Regions from separate parts of the Mus musculus genome. Here region 2 is linked to region 1. The links are chromatin contacts, called in public promoter capture Hi-C maps. All regions are on one chromosome and are shown on one strand. Each heading gives the region's core, a stretch centred on a gene start, on an enhancer-like site or on the middle of the called end of the contact. The rest is flanking DNA. Distances are from core to core; before and after follow the strand shown.

Region 1 (3,109 bases), core at 218-2,717:
GTTGTTTTGTTTTTTTTTGTTTTTGTTTTTTTGTTTTAAAGGTCAAGACAAATACTATATATATATATATATATATTTTTTTTTTTTTTTGTTTTTGTTTTTGTTTTTGTTTTTTTGAGACAGGGTTTCTCTGTGTAGCCCTGGCTGTCCTGGCACTCACTTTGTAGACCAGGCTGGCTTTGAACTCAGAAATCTGCCTGCCTCTGCCTCGAGAGTGCTGGGATTAAAGGCATGTGCCACCACGCCCAGCTGACAAATGCCATTTTTACATATGTTTGAGAACAAGGAGTTTCAACAGTCCCTTACAAGGATTAACTCAATATGGCCCACAGCTGAATGAACCTCAGGTTGGTGTCACCAGGCTGGTGTCACCAGAGTGGCTGGTACTGCCTGTCCTCTCTGGCAGGCTGCCCAGTTTCTGCCCAGGGCACCTCAGCAGTGACTCATTTGCTGCTTGGCACTTGGCACATTACCCTTCCCTAAGCGTGAAAAGAAACCAGTAGTCAGAACTTTTTGTTGGATGTTTCTCTGATCCCATGTTCCCGTGGTCCAGATTATTAGGTCTCCCCTTGTTCCTGCAGCTTTGGGGTTAAAACATCTCCAGAAGGTTGTTCTGAAGGTTCACACTGCCCACTGTTTTTCGTGGAGAGAGACTGAGGTCTGAAAAACCATGTCAGAAAGGAGAGGGCAGAGCCAACAAGATGGCTCAATGGGAGCTGGGTGTGGTGACGCACGCCTTTGATCCCAGCACTCTGGAGGCAGAGGCAGGCGGGTTTCTGAGTTCGAGGCCAGCCTGGTGTACAAAGAGTTCCAGGACAGCCAGGGCTATACAGAGAAACCCTGACTCAAAAAACAAAACAGAAAAACCTACACCATCACGCCCAGACAGCCATTCTTTCAAATAAATATTTCACAACAACATTCATCAGGCTTAATTTCATGTCTTAAAAATCTGGGAAACAGCATTAGTGTTTTGTTTTTGTTTTTTCGAGACAGGGTTTCTCTGTGTGGCCCTGGATGACCTGGAACTCACTCTGTAGACCAGGCTGGCCTTAAATTCAGAAATCCGCCTGCCTCTGCCTCCTGAGTGCTAGGACTAAAGGCGTGCGCCACCCTCCCGCCTTCAACCAGGAATCTTAACCACTAAGCCACCTCTCAGGCCCCCTCCATGGGAAGTTTTTAATTGTAGCATCTATGTTCTGTATCAACTGTTCCTTCCACAAACAAAGTAGATTCAAACTCTGGAATCTAGAAAATATTTCTCTAGGCTTTTTTTTTTTTTTTCATTTTGCATATACCAGTGTATCCAGGCCGAGAGGACAAACCTCACAAGCTCAACAATTTCACGCTAAGACCGCCAACACCTTAGTAGGGTAAAAGTTCTCGATCCCATCAGCCTTAGCGCATTTCCAATGCTTCTAAGTGAGCGTAACCCTGCGCAGGCGCAGGCATAGTCGACCACGCCTGACTTCCGGGCGTTACTTAAGGTATAAATATGGCTGCGTCGGCGCGGGTCTGTCTCTCTAGGCGTCGCTCTCTTGGTGTGCTTGTTCTTGGTGAGTACAGTGCGCTGCTCTCGGCTGCTGAGGGTTTGCCCGCGCGGTCCCGCACGGGCTCCGCAGACAGGCAGGGTCGCGGCTGGGCGGACCCGGTGTGGGAGGCCGGGCTCACTAGCCGAGCATGGCGTGAGGTCACGCGCCTCCGAGCCCAGTAACCGTTTTCTTTCGGGGATCCCAACGCTCGCAGGATTATTGCCTGGGAGACTGAGTTGGTCTACGCACTTTCCTTTAATGTTCACTTTAAGAGGACAGGGTCTTTGGTTCCTGCCTTGTGATTTGAAGTGTTAGCCGCCTTCCAGCGTTCGGTTTTAACTTAATCATTTCGCCTTGCTTCCCAGTTATACTTTCTCTTCACCTTGTAACGGGATTTCTGCAGTTTTTTGTTCATTAATCTCCCATTTTTCAGAGGACCCTTTTTTAGGTAGATAATTTCTGGATAGTTTGGTTCCGATGGGGGTGTTGTGTTCTGTTTGCTTCAAGATCTGAAAAGGTGGCTGAAGTCTGTAGTCACAGCACTCTGGAGACAGGCGTTTTTGGGGTTTTTCCTCCAGCTGGAGGTCTGGCAAAAGGACCCTGTGGCATTTTGTCAAAAAAAAAGACATTACCATGACTATCCGACGTGGATATCCCGGGAGGTCACTCTCCCCGGGCTCTGTCCTAGTGGCGAGCGGGAGCTTAGGGCATTGCCCGGTGATGTACAGTCCCTTTCCACAACGTTGGAGATAAAGCTGGGCTTTCGAGTCTGCGCCTGCATATTCCTACGACTTCTCAGAGTCCTGTGGACCATGACTGAGGAGACAAACCATGCAGGAAACAGTTTTTTAAGTCATGCAATCTGGGGGTGCGTCCGAGTACTCTAAGGGTTTAACTTACTGATTAAAGTCTTCTCTTGCAGACCCGGTCAATGATTTCAGGTACTTTGTTGATGGAGGTACGTTCACCCTGAGGCTGGCTTAGTGCTTTCTGCTCCATGTGTACGTTATTAGTGATATACACTGTGTGTGTGGGGGGGGGGGGTGTAGTCGCCTGTTGAAGTTGACTAAACGTTTGGGTGCTAACCAGACATTCCAACGTGGATATCCCGGGAGGTCACTCTCCCCGGGCTCTGTCCTAGTGGCGAACGGGAGCTTAGGGCATTGCCCGGTGATGTACAGTCCCTTTCCACAACGTTGGAGATGAAGCTGGGCTTTCGAGTCTGCGCCTGCATATTCCTACGACTTCTCAGAGTCCCGTGGACCATGACTGAGGAGACAAACCATGCAGGAAACAAAAATTTAAATTCCTAAGGCTTTTGGTATGTCAACTTTAGGAACCTGATGTTTGTGTTGTTTTTTTTTTCCCCTCTTCCAGGAAAGAAGAGAATCAGCGGGGGCACCTACTGAATAGTTATTATATACAGCGTGCTAAAATTTTGTCTGTTACAGCCTCGGCCATTAGAAGCTGGGGCAAGCTTTTCTGCCTACTTAACTCTGGTAAATACATTTCTTTTGATAGGTTATGTCTAGATTTGAGAACCTTCACCATGGTTCTCATTTTTTGAGGTCCCAACA
Region 2 (2,923 bases), core at 228-2,727, 2.6 Mb before region 1:
GAGCAGTTAAAAAATATGAATAGACATTTAAAAGTTTTCATTAAGATCTGCATTTGGGTTTGGTGGTGGTGGTGGTGGTAGTGTGGGCCTTTAATCCTGGCCCTTGAGAAGCAGAGGCAGGCAGATCTCTGAGATCAAGGCCAGCCAGCCTGGCCTAGAGAACAAATTTCAGGAAAACTAAGGCTACACAGAGAAACCATGTTGGGAAAAAACAAAAACAAAAGCAAAAGACCTGGAGAGATGGCTCAGAGGTCAGAGGTAGAATGTCAACTTAGCATGGGGAGGTCCAGAATAGCAACTAAAGAAATAAATGCCTACATGCACACACATGTGCACACACGCGCGCTCACACACACACACACACACACACACACACACACACAGGGCTGGGGGAGCACTGCCTGACCTTGAGACATTAACCAGTCTTTAGCCAGTCACAATAAACCTTTAATCTCTAGGGCTAAGAAATGTGTCCATTTAAAAATAGGTCCTGGAGTTGCTGGAAAGATGACGCGATGATTCAGAGTGCAGGCTGTTCTCTCGACGACCCAGGTTCAGTTCTCTACACCCACACGGTAGCTCACAACAGCTGTAATTCCAGTTCCAGGCACCTCTTCTGGCCTCTGCCAGCACAGTGCACAGTGGCGCACAGATGTGCATGCAAGCAAAATACTCATCATGTAAAACATGTAAAAGTTAAATAGGTTATGGGTCTAGAACCTGGACTGAGTGGTAGAGCCCTGGGTTCAGGCACAGTCGGGGGGGCGGGGGAGGAGGGAAGGGGGGTTGTGTGGAGGGGGTATTGTATAGTTTCAAATACTAATCAGCTAATTCCCCCTCTCAACAAAAGCTACATAGATTTCATGCTGGGGACCGGAGAGATGATCCCTCCTGCAAGGCAGTGAGCCACCCAACCACCTTCTGTGCCACAGGCTCCTGACTACCTGCCACCCACGTGAACATGAGATGACAGCAGGGCCATGCCAGCCCTCTTAAAGTCACCATCGGGCCGGAAAAATGGCTCAGCAGGTAAAGCAGGTACTTGCTGCTAAGTCAAATAACCTGAGTTTGATTCCTGGGACCCATATGACGAAAGGAAAAGAAGGACCACTCTTGGAGGGTGGGTGATCTGTCTGATCTCTACACAATGACAAGAAGAATACATTTTAAAAAGTGTAACAACAACAACAAAACCAAACAGTACAGGTGGACTGTTGCCTCCCTTCCTTGGTCCCATCCCAGAAGACAGGCTCCACTCTAGCATTTCTCACAGTGACAAGGGAGTCCGGGTAACCCACAGACTTGTCGGCGCGGTGGGCGTGGCCCATAGGCTGCACCCCAGGGATCCGCCCTTCGCTCTCGATCCGCATGCGCACTGACTCGGGGGCGGACCGGCACATCGACATCCGGGAGTCTGATTGCCTGTGGCTGTTTTGTTTTCTTGCAGAACTGGAGTAAACCGAGGCTACCAAACGCGCCGCGACTCCCAACTCCGGACTTGGACGTGAGTGCGGACGGGAGGGCGGAGCAGCGGGCCGGGCTCGAACTCGCGGCAGTGGCCGTGCCCCAGCTCCTGGACGCCGCCGCCGCCGGGGCTGAGATCCCGCGACCTGCGGGGCCGCTTCCTGTGGCGGGGACTCTTCCCCAGAACTGTGGAGCTGGGCACGCTCATCCGACGGTGGCGCGTCGGGGTTCGGCCCACGCGTAACCGCGCCCTGTTCCTCCAGTCTGCAGGGCGGGTCTGCCTTTGAAAATGTCAAAGAATTGTGCAACGAAAAATGGACTCGGGTGGGCCATTGGGGGAACCGACAATTACACATAGTGGGTTGCTTTTCTTTCCAATCATTAGATAAAAACGAGTGTATTTTCAGACCCGAACTCATCACAAAAGTCTATCAGTTTTTCCCTTTAGCTTGTTTAGAGGCGGCTAAAACTGAAATCGCCTTCCTTAGGGAGTCATGTGAGATCTGGGGTGTTCACTGTGAGCGAGTTGTATTTAATTCAGGTTTTATCTGTGAAATTAAGATGAGTTACGTTTCTCCGGCTGGGTCTGCACAGCTGAACTTGAAGGAGGAGGGTTTTATGGGATTTAAGACAATTTCGGCTGACCGTGGTAATTTGACTGCACGTTCTTTATTTAAGTCTGAATTCGTTTCAGGCCTGCCCTTTTTTGTGGGGAATGTACAAACAGCATCAGTAGCAGAGTTAGGGATAGTAAGATGAGTGCCCTTTACAAAGTAATGACATCCGAAGGCAGGCTTGGTGAAGGGACAAATAGTGGAGAAAAAACGAAATAGAAATAAAGCCCGAAGTTGAGCCGTTCTCTTCTTAATCTGGGCATGAAAGACACAGATGTAGGATAAAATGTGCAGATTCCTAGAGGAAGTATTTTCCATCCAAGTTTACATTTTTACCTTAAAACCAAAGTCTATCATGTCCTTATTATTAAAATCAAATAGGAACCTTTAGTAGGGAGCTTAAGGTTTAGAAAGCAGCTGTGGAGGGCTAAGCATCATTGCCCTCACTTAAAGAACTAGTGGACTTGAAATAATAAAATGTGACATCTTTGAGGAGATGTCATTTTTGTGACAGTACATTTTTGTTTAAGGTTAAGGTAATCACCTTCATTCATATTATGTAAATATGCTAAGACCATCCTGATTTTGTTTTGTTTTCTTGTCTTAATTTGTATTTATTTATGAGTGCTGTGCTGCCTGTACATCCGCAGGCCAGAAGAGGGCGCCAGATCCCCCTATAGATGGTTATGAACCACCATGTGGTTGCTGGGACCTCTGAAAGAGCAGTCAGTGCTCTTAACTGCAGAGCCATGTCATCAGCCCCTTGTTTAGTCTTTTTAGGACAGACTGGCCTGAAACTCACTGTGTAGCTCTGGCTGGCCCTCTGACTGAGCCCAGTCCTCCTG

What was found. Promoter capture Hi-C pulls out the DNA fragments that hold promoters and counts their contacts.
Region 2: a contact with region 1 is called in a promoter capture Hi-C map of cranial neural crest. The contact joins the promoter of Tmem50a here to the promoter of Snhg3 in region 1. A contact is called at or near these places in 2 of 39 promoter capture datasets (cranial neural crest and embryonic stem cells) and 1 of 9 other capture datasets (liver).

Annotation. Positions count from the first base shown.
Region 1 is chr4:132,352,044-132,355,152 of GRCm38.p6, reverse strand. It overlaps Snhg3 (small nucleolar RNA host gene 3), which reads left to right and starts at 1,467. Exons shown (of 3, transcript NR_003270.2): 1 at 1,467-1,556; 2 at 2,455-2,490; 3 at 2,910-3,109. Snora73b (small nucleolar RNA, H/ACA box 73b) reads left to right here and starts at 2,627; the gene lies at 2,627-2,831. It overlaps Snora73a (small nucleolar RNA, H/ACA box 73a), which reads left to right and starts at 2,174; the gene lies at 2,174-2,378. RefSeq lists a cis regulatory region at 1,209-1,728.
Region 2 is chr4:134,913,470-134,916,392 of GRCm38.p6, reverse strand. Tmem50a (transmembrane protein 50A) reads left to right here and starts at 1,477. Exons shown (of 7, transcript NM_027935.2): 1 at 1,477-1,504.